Linked DNA regions of Cricetulus griseus: region 2 is linked to region 1. A link is a contact called in public Micro-C data. All regions are on one chromosome and are shown on one strand. The core of a region is the stretch at or near the end of the contact, and the rest is flanking DNA. Distances in the headings are between cores, read along the strand shown.

What was found. Hi-C and Micro-C count contacts between places; a contact is called where the count stands out from the background.
Region 2: a contact with region 1 is called in a Micro-C map of the CHO-K1 cell line, with 1.8 times the contacts expected there. The contact joins the enhancer-like site here to the promoter of Tlr4 in region 1. A contact is called at or near these places in 2 of 8 Hi-C or Micro-C datasets (the CHK-Q cell line and the CHO-K1 cell line).

Annotation. Positions count from the first base shown.
Region 1 is chr2:79,142,655-79,149,725 of CriGri-PICRH-1.0, reverse strand. It overlaps Tlr4 (toll like receptor 4), which reads left to right and starts at 2,614. Exons shown (of 3, transcript NM_001246762.1): 1 at 2,614-2,952. The coding sequence starts at 2,863. It also overlaps the pseudogene LOC100771224.
Region 2 is chr2:79,182,776-79,189,846 of CriGri-PICRH-1.0, reverse strand. It overlaps the pseudogene LOC100771224. Among named protein-coding and RNA genes, the nearest start is that of Tlr4, 39 kb to the right of the region's middle. Within about 2 kb of position 2,741, at least 2 of the 6 cell types and tissues checked have open chromatin away from gene starts, as enhancers often do. A contact at or near this core is called in the CHO-K1 cell line, where this site is marked.

The sequences.
Region 1 (7,071 bases), core at 1,365-3,864:
AGCTGTACACTCCTGGTCACGAATTTCCACAGCAGGGAAGAAAGCCCTGAAAGAGCCACTGCTTGTGTTTAATCCTAGGAGCCAGGATCTCAGTGCCACAGAAGCCCAGCTTGTGGCCTTCCTACAGGGCCTGCGAGATGATGGCTTCCAGGGGACCATTCTGTGAAGTGGTGATGTCTATGGCTTTAGTTCATGCACAGCCACCGCCCCCCAGCCAGACAAAGCTACAAGCTCGTAACACCAACCCATCTGCCACATCTCTTCCATCCAGGGCTCCCCAAAGTGCTGTGTTGCAACCTGCAATCCAGCCACACTGCTCCCGTGCCACTGTTTGGCAGGCTGACTAAGGGGTCCACACCGGCCCTCGCCAAGCATGCTACCACTAACTTGCTGCTGAGCTCTCTGAAGCAATCAAATGCCAGCCACACCAGTGGTACAACAGTAGGCTTCCCTGCCCACCTCTACCCAGGTGTCTACCCTGACATACGACTGTCTGTGGTCCTTGAAGCACTGGTTCCACTCAAGATTCCTTGCTTGGGTATTAAGAACAGGGCACAATCACTGCTGCTGTCACTTGCAAACTCTACCCTGAAACTGAGAAAGGTTCGGGGAACCCACAGTCCAAAGCATCCCAGAAAATAACAAGCAAAGGCATCAAATGCCTGAGTAGGAAAGGCCCTGGGGCTGATCAACAAGGCACTGGGCCCCGGAGCAGTGGCCTACGTGTGAAAGGGTACTCTGCCTTGGGCACCAAAACAGTGCGGGCCAAGGCATCTCGAACACTGACCAAAGCTGCTCATGCCCACGCCAGCCTAACTCGAACCCAGAACAAGTCAGTAAGGGTCAGGGCCAAGACAACAAAGACCAAGCCCAGGGCAACAGGAGCCAAATCCAAGGCCACTGTAGTAAGGGACAAGGCTAAAGCCAAGGTGGTCAAGGACAAGCCAAGGCCAAAGCAGCTCAGACCAAGTACAAGGGAAGGCCAAAAGGATCTGTTCAGAGTAGAACTGGAAGGACAAGCCTGAAAAGTGGCTCTGAGTCTGTGGGGAAGAAGAGGAAGAAGGCTGAGGAGGTAAAGGGTCTTCCTCCTAAGAAGAGAGCACAGTTTGTGCTCCAGTCTTCTAAGGCAAGGCTGCGGCCTAGAGCAAAACCACGAAAGTCCCAGACTATAATGGAGCACAGAAAATTCTCAGAAGATGAGGTTCTACAGTGGGCCCAGCAGATCCTCCGTGTGAACCTCTCTCCAGTAGTATGGCTCCAGCCATTGCTACCATCTTGATTCCATACTCAGCATCCTGAGTCATCCTTGGCAGCAGTGCTTGGGAAAACAGTTGGGCTGTCCATGTGACCAGTATCACAGTGTGCTATGCTCGTGGACTCTGCAGCTTTCCAGACTCTGGGTACCTCCAGGACCCCTGTGGTCACCATCCTCTTTTCAGAAGCTGAGGATTTGGGGTTGGGTGGGTAGCGGTCTGGGTGTTCTCATGGCTCAATATACTGTGACTTGTTCTTCTAGTTGTACATCCAATGTTCCATCTATCATGTTTTATATCTTTCCACAAAAAAAAAAGAAGCAGGGGGCCGGGCATTGGTGGCACACACCTTTAATCCCAGCACTCAGGAAGCAGAGACAGGTGGATCTCTGTGAGTTAGAGGCCAGCCTGGTCTCTAGAGCGAGTGCCAGGATAGGCTCCAAAGCTACACAGAGAAACCCTGCCTCGAAAAACAAAACAAAACAAAAAGAAGCAGGGCCTGGGGAGACATGTCAGTAAAGTGTTTTATGTGCCAGAAGACCTGCAGACTGCTAGCACCCTCATAAAAACTGGATGCTTTGCATGTACCTCTAACTCCTGCACTGAGGTAGGGGCAGAGAAGACTAGATCTCAGGAACTCACTGGCCACTCAGTCTAGTCAATGAATGAGCAGTCAATTAGAGACCCTGGCTCCAAAATTGCAGTGGGGTCTTCTGAGTTTTACCCTCAGCTCACTAGCCAACTCTTATTCTTGGGAATGCATTCCCCTTTGTAATAAACTGTGTCTGTTCCTTTCTCTAACAGTAATAATAATAGTTATAATTAATAATTAATAGTAGCAGAAGAATGGAGACAAACAAGGAAGTCATCCAACAGTGAACTCTGGTACACACACACACACACACACACACACACACACACACACACTTGCAAGTGTACACAGAGAGTACACACACATGAAGTATTCATCCCCCCCATGAATAAGCAGGTACACATACACAGGTGCGTACACATATACCCAACCAAGAAAAGATCAGGACACAGACACACCCCACAACATCATTTTTCTGGCTTCCACCCTTCAGAATTGTGAGAAAATAAGTTTCTGTAGTTTGTAACACCCAGTGCAGTACTGTGCCGTCAGATACCTAGAAGTCTAGCTTGACCACTAGTGAAAACAAAACAGGAATGTGGACGTTGCTCCAGGCACATATACTGGCTTCATGAGTATCTGGTTACTTTCTGCGTTCCCCAAGCCCAGAGGTCAGATGACTTCCTGGGATGAAAGCCAGCTTCCTCTTGCTGTTCCTCCACAGGCTGGTCGGCAAACGCCTTCTTCCTGTTCTTTCCTTAGTCTTCTATCTAGCCTCCTGAGATAGGGTAGATACATTCTAGAGAAAGAAAGAAAAAAAAAAAAAAGTGAGAATGCTAAGGTTGCCACTCTCACTTCCTCTCACCCTTAGCCCAGAACATTTTTTAATATAGTTCTTTCAGAGGGGCACCCGCCCAGAGAGAAGAGGCCGGTGCCCCAGGGACTCTGCCTTGCCAACGGCTACAGTTAGTTCATCATGCTTTCTCACGGCCTCGGCTGGTTGCAGAAAATGCCAGGATGATGCCTTCTTTCTGCCTGGCTGGGACACTGATGATGGCATTGTTCCTCTCCTCCCTGAGACCTGAAAGCTTGGATCCCTGTGTGGAGGTATGTGTCTCGACCAGCTCCTTTCCTGTTAGCCTCCCTTGTTTCTCAAAACTCTCCCTATGTCGGAGCTTCCTGCTGTGTGTTCTGATTTGTTTATTTTGCACACAGGAGTTAAACTAACCAAAAACTTGAGAAGCTGTGAGGACAAAGAGACTCTGTGTTAGCAGGGCAGCAACAGGCAGCCAGTCAGTGTCTTGTTCTGTTTAGACTTCCGAGCCATGATTATTAAAGACTTGAAATTAGTAAAACTAAGGATATTGTTTCTGTGACTTGGCTGAGTGACAGCCAAGAAGTTACTGAACCTTTCTGAGGCCAGTTTTCACACTGTAAAAGAATTACAGTGCTCACAGGGGGATTGGAGAAGGCTAGTAATAGCAGGCCTTTCTGTTGGTACTGTGGACACTCAGCTTTCAGAAGTCATTCCTTTCCTTTCCTACTCAGGTAAAGGTGGCTGTCATTTCTGTCTCTTAAGTAGCATCTGTGTATGATGGAGTGGTCGATCAGCAGGTTCAGTCAGTTGCTGACAAGCCTGACTACCTGAGTCAATCTTCAAGCCCCACATGGTGGAAGCAGAGAATCTACTTCATTCTCTGAGTTCCAAGTGTCTGCCCTGACAGTTGTGTGCATGCATGAAAGTGGACACACACACACACACACACACACACACACACACACGCACGCACGCACGCACGCACGCACGCACGCACGCACGCGCACACACACACATGTTAATAACTGTAATTTTTTTCCAAATGAAAGAATTTTCTGAGAATTTTAAATTCTACCACTAATTTTAGAAAATAATGAAATGGGAGGGAGGGAAGGGGAAAGACAAACGGGAGGAAGATAAAGACAGAGAGACAGAGAATGAGATAGACAGAGACAACAGAAAGAGGCAGAGAACAATGTAAAACATCAGCTAAGGCAGTAATTCCCTTCTTGGTGAAACAATGACTAGTGAGTAATATGATTCATGACTAATTCTTATTTTCTCACTGCACAGACCACACAATTATCTCAGAAGCTCACAATAGAGCTGAACAAACAGGGAAATAATTTAGGGCGAGGCAGGCTCAGAAGCTCAAGACAGGTATTACAAGTTGGAGTCACGGTGTTGACCTGGAAAAAATATTATAGCATAACAAAGACTAACTCCTTGCTATCTCGGTATCTTGTCTTCTGATTCCTTAGTTATGCTGACAGAGATAGAGTTTCCAATCAGTTTCATACTGAGAAAAAATCCTGTGGTATATACTGTACTCTGGAAACCCCCATAGTCAGCCTGTTTCTTCCATAAGCTCATGTCTCAGTTCCATGGGCCTTGTCTCCAGGGATTATGACTGGTTCCCTAATTTGCTGTCCTTTCTGTAACCACACTTTCATCTCTATTTGTTTTCACCGGGCCAGAGGACTGGATTTATCAAATTACTCCTTTACCATTTTTAATAACTCTTTAGTGCCTCCAAGGCTGTTTTTCCTACAGAGTAGTTTCACTGCTTGTCCTACCCACACAACCCCTCCCCTAGATCAGAGCTGTCTTATGATAAAATTTTGGGATCTGCTTATATAGTTTAAAATGTTCCTGGTGGTCAAACTGAAAAAAAATGAGTGAAGTTATTTTTAGTGATATATATTATATAATCAAATATAGTCCAACTATTAAGAAGATAGTTTATGTTCCATTTTTGCTACAGAATATTAGAAAGTCAGCAATATTTTATGTTTACTACAAAATTTGATTTATACTACACACATGGTTCATGTTCAACAGTTGTCTGTGACATATAGCCACAGACAGAATGTAGGACTTTGATTTCAGGATTTAATGTTTCACTTTCACTTTATGTAGATCTCTGTAAAAGGGTCTCCCCAGGGTGTTTTTTCTTGATTCCCAGATGGAGATATCTGCCTTTGGCCTCTTTGTGTGTGTTTTCATTGATCATATCATATCATATTTTTGTCTGTTTTTAATTAGTTATCCTTCCTTTTCTGCTGGGTTTATCAATATGCCACCAGTGTCTAGATCATAGTAGGTCTTTAGTTTGTATGCAAATGAAAGAATGACTGCTGGACAATGTCTGATGCTCTTGTGTTCAGGTTGTAGCTACCCATAACTTAAGGCTCTCCTCCCTTGCCTGTTGCTAGCCAATTCATCTGAATTTGTTCCTACCCTTTACTTGCTTATGTTCTTTTCTTCTTATGATTTACATTTCTTCCCTTTTCCACATGTCAGATACTGCTCACCTTCCATGTTCTGGGTCTACAATCAGTCTCTATTACCTGTGAACCAGGCTTGCTTTGTAGGTTTTAGTCCCTTTCCTTCTCTTCTAACTGATGTTGAGTTCGATGACAACTGGAATTGTACAGCATTTATTTTTGTACTGCTCATGGCCCTTAGCAGAAAAAGCCTACCATTTGGTTTACATGGACCTCTGTTCACCAGGTATAGAATTTTCTATCATTCACTCATGCAACAAATAGCTAATGGGCATTGACAGGTCACCTTGCAACTTTCTGAGCCTTGGAGACAATGTACCAAACAAAATCATCAGAGCATCAAAGCTCATAATCCAGTTCATCAAATGAACGACATTTGGAAAATAATTATATAAGCAACACAAAGTTGCTCTGTGATTGAAACCTATGAAGGAAATAAAAGAGGGCAAGTGAAGAATTTCTTCCTGACACCTTATTCTATTAGAAGCACTCTCTTTAAGGATACTATGGTAAGTATCGTGTAAGCAGACAAATGTGAACATACATGGATAAATCCTTTATGTGCATTACCCCATCTTCTCATTTTTCCATCTTTAAAAGATGTTTTGAAGATTAACATAAAATACATAACATGTAAGTAAATTGTTGATATACAGCAAGGGATTAATAATAGCCAATGATAATTAACATTAATATTCATCACTTTAATTATAGCAAGCTTTGAGATAAGATCTGATCTCATTTAATCCTTTGAGAATTCTATTTCTTTTAAATAAGAGAAAGCAAAACTCACTGGGTTAAACAAAGAATTTTCTGGAAGAAATCATGTAATTATGAAATTAATTGGAAGGTTATGGAATAGGGTTTACAGTAAATATGAGAAAATAGATAAAACTAAGTGGGGACTATAACAGCACAAAACACTTGGCCTTGATCAATGGATTCCATGTACTCTAAGACTTCCTCTCATTCCTACACCAAGTTGCTAAAGTCAATAAGCCAAGAAAGAAAATGTAATTGTCTAAAATAGGTGGTATCTAAAAAATATCTGGATGTCTTCATTGGTACTCTCCATGTGTCTGTATATAATTAGGATATGTAATTAGAATGATAGTAATTTTACATAAAACTATGTATTTACAAAATATGTGTATTTTACATAAAACTAATTAAATTAGCTGAAGGTATTATAAAACAAACATTGTCTCATTCTCAACATTCATTAGTTTGTAGAGAGTTGAGGACTCCTGAGCTTTTTACTCTATCCATGGTAGCATGTCTTGTTGTCATGTTTAGGAAGTCATGTTAATGAGGCTTCTTTTTTTCCTTTTTAAAATTTAAATTAGAAACAATCTTGTTACATGTCAATCACAGTTCTATCTCCCTCCCCTCCTCCCCTTCCCCACAGCAACTCCCTATCCCATCCACTTTCTGCTCCTCAGGGAGGGTGAGGCCTTCCATGAGGGATTATCAAAGTCTGTCTTTATGAGTGTAGTTTCTGACATTATTAGGAGACACAATATCACAATAAACTTGTTCCCTTGGATATTATATTATATTATATTATATTCTTTCATTGCCCCGTTTTACAATGACCTCTGAGCTTTAGATGCAAGTGTTTTATTGTTAATGTATCCCTTGGAACTGGGATGCAGAATTATGCATTTTGATTGGTTTTGGTTTTCTGTAATGGTCTGTTGTATGGGAAAGAATCTTGCTGGGGAAGAGAATACTAATTGGTTACCAAATATGAAATGGTCATCCCTGAAAAGATATATATGTAATATTATACAAATTGATCAGGCTGTACTTATGTAATTATGGTATATATATATATATATATATATATATATATATATATATATATGCATGTAACAAAAACTAATGAATAAAAAGAGGAAA
Region 2 (7,071 bases), core at 1,492-3,991, 40 kb before region 1:
GACTTAATGTGACTGTCAGACCACATTTTAAATACTTTGATTATTCCCAGGATTAACATCAACCTTGGATAGAGGAACTTATTTTTGCCATAGGTTGTGGTTATTACAGGGATGTATAACTGGTCAAAGTTCTGAAAGGACTGACTGTAAATGGAGAAGTCCTAAACCAGACATATGTAACACATCTCCAATATTCAGAGAACATTGTGGAAAGATTGAAGTGCTAGAGAAATTGGACTATTGTGTAATGTGTTCTTTGAGACTTGACAGGGCTGTTTCACTCTTGAATTCTCCAGAGCTTCAATTACCAGTATAAGGCCTGCATAAAATTGGAACCATCAACACTCTGTCATAGAAACAGGAGAGGATCATAAGGTTTCTTCCTTCTCCGAGGACGTAAATGTGACTAAAGGGTGCTGAGGAAGGAAAAGATACTTTCCTTAGTGCTAAGGTTTCCATGCACCTATTCATATAATCCCTCACTCATATACATGAAATCAACCCTAATTAAATCAGTGAGCCACCAAAAATAAAACAGAAGAAAGAAAGAAAGAAAGAAAGAAAGAAAGAAAGAAAGAAAGAAAGAAAGGAAAGAACAAAATCAAAGAAGACATTAATAGTTGGGAGTGGAAGAGGGAAATGAAGGGGTTATGAGAGCTAAATATGTTCAAAATAAGACACTATATATATATTATAATAATAAAATTTCTTATATATGAAATTATATTTCATAATGAATTCCATGGGTAAATATAATTAACATATGCCATTAAAATTTAACATGTTGTAAGACAAATAATATAAATGAAGAGAAAGTTATTAGGGTTCTAGCTAAAGATCAAAAAAGCAATGCAGTCAGCCACTAGCTCTTACTTCTACCTCAGACCTAAATGGGTGATTCTGTCTCCATGAATACCCAGAGTATAATGTTCTCCTTGTCTGGAAACCAAATCTCACACAAGACCCTTTGCTTCTTCCTTTTATACCTCCCTGGTGCTGGTATTAAAGTCATGAACTCCATTACTCTTTAGACTGATTCACTCTTGTGTAGTTCAGAGTGGCCTTGGACTCATAGAGATCCATCTGCCTGTCTCCTGAATCCTAGGATTAAAGGTGTGTATCACCATTGCCTGGCTCCATGGCTATGGCTAGCTTTGCATTTTGATTTCCAGTGATTTGTTAGATCATAAAAATATATTATCACAAATTTATCCTTTGAACTGTGTCCACTTTGGTGGGCATTAATATTAACACAGTATCTCAGGATCTTATCATAGAAAACAGATAGCAGAGTGAGAATGTTACTCAGGAAGAAGAGGAAGAATATTGACATATGGCTATGATGTATAACATATTGGAACCATTTCATATTCCATTATAATTATTTGTCAAGCTGACCCTGGGAAGAAGAGCTATATCCTTAAATTCTGGATACAAGTAATTTTTCTACATTAACTTCTGAATTATCCTTTTGTAATGGGTGGAGACGGACCTATGATTTTCTCTCTGATGGCTGAATCTATGCAGACTTCACTAGGGGCTGATGTCACTGCCTCTCAGATCATGAGAAAGCAGACTGAATATACATCACACTTGGGAAGAGCCATAGAATTTTACCTTGAATTTATTTTCTGTCACATTGCATTTCTAAGAAAAATCAAGGTTATTCTTTGGTACTTCATTTAGCTCATCCTTGCAGAACTCAGCTTGTGTTGGAACGAAAGCAAGAAGAAAGCAAATATGCTTGGCAAACATCAAATGCCATATAGAAATGAGATATAAGTACTAGCTAAAGAAATATTACCTAATTTTGCTTGGTATTTGAGGGAATATAAGTGAAAATACCATTTAACAAATATTTCTGGAAAGCAACATTACTTCCTTTATACCCTTTATCAATGGATAGGCATAGGCAAACTGGATACTTTATTTCTCGGCAATAATTATTCCAGTACAATTTTGATGGAAGTGGCCATTCAAGAGTTGTATTGAGGTTAAGAAAGAATCTTCCTTTAATGGAAGGTCATCCACTGCTTTTGGTAGTCTCAGAAAAAAAGTACTTCCTGGGCCAAGACTATATATTTATCAACTTTTAATCTGAGCTGTAAGCTTTGTAATATCCTGTAAGGATATTCGTAGTTCAGGCAAAAGATGCCATGGTTAACATGGGAGAAGTATAATTCTCTTCCTGGTGAAAATCATGTGCAATAAGAATGTTAGAACTAAAAGGAAAAGCTTAATGACTGAATATTTATTTGCTTATTTAATTTTTCTATTTTGATGGTACTTGGATTTAAACCTAGGACCCTTTTTATCCTATACTTCCATGTCTTCTTTTAGTTTTATTTCAAAGTGAAGTTTCACTAAGTTGCTTAGGTTGGCTTTGAATTTATTCTGAACCTTAGATAGGGTTAGAACTTGGGATTTTGAACTTTAGTACTCCATGTAACTGGGATTGCAGGCTTTTGTTATAATGTTCAGATTGATTGTTTCTTCCAACCTTCATTAAATAGCTCCATATGGCAGCCTTCATGCTAATAATTGGAGAGAAGCAGACAACTGCTACTCTCCTATAGTTCAAAATTTAGAACAATGCTATATAAATTTAAAAAGTTCCACTTACTGATATGTTGTGGAGGGAACTCTAAGAATGCAGATTTCATGACTCACCTCCATGCTTGAGTGAGCTTTTTGGAGACACAGTTGCCTCTGAGTCATCTATGTTCCTGGAAGCAAGTCCAATAATCCGACTGCTTCACAAAGCTAGATTTGGATAGGATAATTTCTGTGGTCTTTCCTCAGTGTCTTATCTAGAGTGAATAGATGTTTAGTCACATCTGCCCGGAATATGTCAAACAATACCATGACTGAATGTGGTTTCTACACTTTACTGAGAAATGGGACTTCTTAAGATAGTGGCAAGTTTTTTGAAGTAATAATCTTCCAGAAAATTGAATTTGACATTCTGCTTAATATTTATCCCATGCTCTCTTGTCCTTCCACCTTTCAGTGTGGAAAGACATAGCCAAAAGTGACTTGTTGCCAGATACAGCTTGCTCAGCTATGAAAATTTCAGCTTCAAAATTGAAGGAAATAAATCTATATTTATAATTATAATTTACCGAGTTTCAAGAATTATGTGACAGTGACACAAAAGAGGCTGAATACTTTTCCAAACTTTATGTTCTTTTTCCACAAATGAGACCACTCTAATATCTACCGTTTAAGAAGTTGCATGGAAGATGAAAGGCAGTAAGGTGTATAAACCCATTGGTGAAGTATTTGGCAGAAATAAGTATTTAAAACCCCACTTCTCCTAATGACTAATATCTGATCCTGCTCAGGCAGAATCATTGCCTTATGTTGACTCTGACATGTGGTATCTATTTGATCCAAGTGTCTGCTTATGCTCCATATAATAAAAGTGATGATAGCTATCACAGGGCCTGGTGAGGAGGTTGACCATTATTTACATTTAGTTCATGCTTCTGTGTCATCTCCTTTTATACACCACAAAATGCTCTCTCTGTGGGAGAATCATCAATGAATGAGAGTGACACATGAAATGGAAAGGTTTCTGGCAGAAAGTGGGAACTTAAATGCAAGCTAACATCATGGTGCTAATGATTATAGAAGGTCAGCTCTTGCCTATCAATCAAAATTGGTTACAAAAACAATATTCATATCATCTACTAAAGTTATTATTCCCTGTACCAGGTATCTTTATCCTGTTGTACACATATACATTTAATACACTGGAAAACACAGCTGTTTACATCAGGTTACAGAGACCACTTGGATCAAACATTTAAATTTCCAGATATTTGCATGTATTTAATCATCCAGGGAACTTTGCTGTGGATGGCAACTTCAGCCTCTGAATTTCTATTTAACAAGTAACTGGGTGGAAAATCAGCCCTTTGTCCCTGCAAACCCCTTTGCTTTCACCTATATTTACAAAAAGATAATGTCTTGCAACTTTTTTTCTCTCGTTGACTTTTTGCAATGTGCTTTTTGGGGAAACCACAACAGGAATTTTGTTCTAAACATTAATTTAAACAGCTCCACCAGCAACTATGGCATCCATTTCTTTCCTAGATTCTTCAGAGTACAGTAAGGAGGATCTGTATAATAGTTTTTAAGAAGTATCTTATTAAGAACCTACCCAATAGACTGCTTTATGTAAAGAGGATATATTTCAGTTGGGTGTGAATGCCTTAAGTCTTCAGCTAAGCTCTTGAGTCACCTACAGATCTGTTATGCCCTGGTATGGAACTTATGTGAAAGCCTCATGTTGGAAACATTTATTTGCTGACTTACTTAGCATGCCATCACGTAGGGCACCTTGTATATGACTATATCCAATTGACTCAGCATAGGAAAAGAGGGTAAATTCATGTTAATTTCTCAGACCCTCACACATTAAGTCCCATTGATTCACAAAAGCAAACCTTCTAGGTCAGTGGATTTCATGGAAAGACTCTGAATAGGTAATTGGTACTGCCTTGGTGGAGGTGGGAGGAGGCAGATCCTGATCTTTCTCTATGTTAGGCACAGCTGTCCAGCTAACACCTGCTTTACCTTTGGATTTTCAATACCACTTCATTGTGAAAGAGTATGTTTTGGATCTATTATGTATTTATGGGTGGAAACTATTCTTTAGGAAAATCTTCAGGTTCTTCACCTGTCTAAATTATTCCCTTGTACTCATGACCACTATAGATATATATCATTACTCTTAATTTAGAGATGGAATTAATTAGTGGTTAGTTGTTCAATGAATATGATTCCCTGGTTCATTATCATTTGCAGCACTCCCTAAGCAGCTCTGTTATATCAAGATGAATGCAGGGCTCTATGAGTTTTTAATATTCATAGAACACAACTGTTCATTTTATTTAAATTCAGATCCTGATCTAGTAAGTAGGGATTTCTAAAATTTTCCTGGTGTTAGGAATATCACTGGGTTGTGAACCATCCTCTGAGCAGAGAAATTCATAATACTTGTGTGTTTTCTGTACAATGACAACAAATTCGTACTCCATTGTTAATTTAATGATAGCTTCTGTGGATAAATTCTGTAATTGCTACAGTTCTCTCATAGATAGGCAGCTGGGGGGAGGACATCCCAGACTCGTAGCTCCCATAGTAAGGGCAATTCCATAGTACCAAGCACATGAATTTCCCCTGTTGGGAAGAGTGGTATAGTCAGGGATTTTGTGGGTCACTTGCTCTATGGCAGACAATATTTTAAACACATCAAACAGTCAACATTTTTGTGAGGCCCTGTTGAAAGGGCATGTAACAGTTGAGGAAATGAAAGCAAATTGGTTTATGTTGCAAAAAGCAAAGACAGCATTGCCTAACCTCCCTGATGATAATGACTCATTCTTTATTTCTTTAAATGAACAGTTTTTTTCAGACACTCCCAGCAGGCTTGTAGACTATAGTAGCTAGAGTACAGAGTTAGTGTGTAGCAAACTGGAATCTGATGTTTCCATGTGTCCTTTCCACTGTGTGTTCATTTATTTCTATGGAAACATTAGTCTATCTAAAAAGAGTAGTGGATCCTTTTCTTTTAATTTTTGATATTATAATTTAGTTTCAACTTTTTTCATTCCCTTTCCCCCTCCAATTCTCCTATGTACCCCTTCCTGCGCTCCTTCAAATTCATGCCATCTTTTTTCACTAACTGTAATTATATTTATACATTCCTAAACACAATCTGTTCAGTCCATAAAAAGCTACCTGTATTTCAAAATGTGTGAAATGTTGTGGCGTGATAGCATGGCTTTCAAAGTTGTGTTTGAGTATTATTGGGAGAGTTTAAACATTGTTTCACTCTAGGGAAAGAAGACAATCTAAATAGTGGCCCCCTAAACCAGGAGTGGTGGTGCAAGCCTTTAATCCCAGCACTTGAGATGCAAAGGCAATTGTTTCCTTGTGAGCCAGTTCTACATGGAGTTTATGTCAATCAGGGCTACACATTGATACCCTATGTAAAAACTAAATAAAGAAACAAGTGAACAATGATTCCCCAATGATTGGAGTGCAAATGGGGTGACTGACAGCTTAAGAATCACAGGTATGCTGTAAACACATTCCTATGTTATGAATCTAATAACTAACAGAAAAGACTTGATGATGTATCATTTACCTCTACATCCCAAGCTTTTCCTTTCTCCCCACTTTTCTCATTTGTCAAAGGAGAAAGAGTTGGACCAGAGCACTGAATCCCCTCACATTGGTGCATTAGAGTCAAGTGAGTAGTAGCTGAAACTGTAACTATCTGGTTCTCATCTCCACCCATCCAGACTAGACCTGAAGCAAGTGGGCCCTCCCCCTCTGCTTCAAAGCTTCCCATGTAAGTCTAATAGATATTTAGAAGTTTGAGACAACTATATTTTGTTTATTATATTTTCAGATCATTGTGCCCAATGAGAAATCTTGAATGCTCCTTAGATCCGATGAGCATGGTGAGATATACCACAAGCCCATATCCTTCTGTCAATCTCTTTAAGAAATATCTTGTTGGCAGTAGCCATCATTCAAAATGGACTGGACTACTTCACATTAACAAGCATAGAAGTTTTGGTGTCCTTAGTACTCTTATAAAATAACTGAACAAAGTAAAACTCATATTTATACCTCTTATTATATCTGTGTTTCATATCAGTGCTAGTAACACACAGCTCCTCTTTAAATCTAGGAGACCTCTTCCAGGAAAATTTTATTTGTATCTTATAACTGACAAAGTCAAATTTAAGAAATTTCTAGAAGATCTTATCAGCAAACTTATGTTTGATGTCAGGTCAATGGAGTCTCAAAAGGCATATTTAGTGTCCTAAGTCCCCAGAACAAGCTGAGTCTCCTTTCTTTTAATAGACCTTTCTGAAGAAAAGACTATTGGTTTACTTTGTTCTATCACTCAGCAATCCTACCACCACCCATTGCACATGGATGAAGAAACACTTAATAGGGACCACTCTTCTCTCTCTCTTTTTTTTTTTTCAAGACAGGGTTTCTCTGTGACTTTGGAGGCTGTTCTGGAGCTAGCTCTTGTAGACCAGG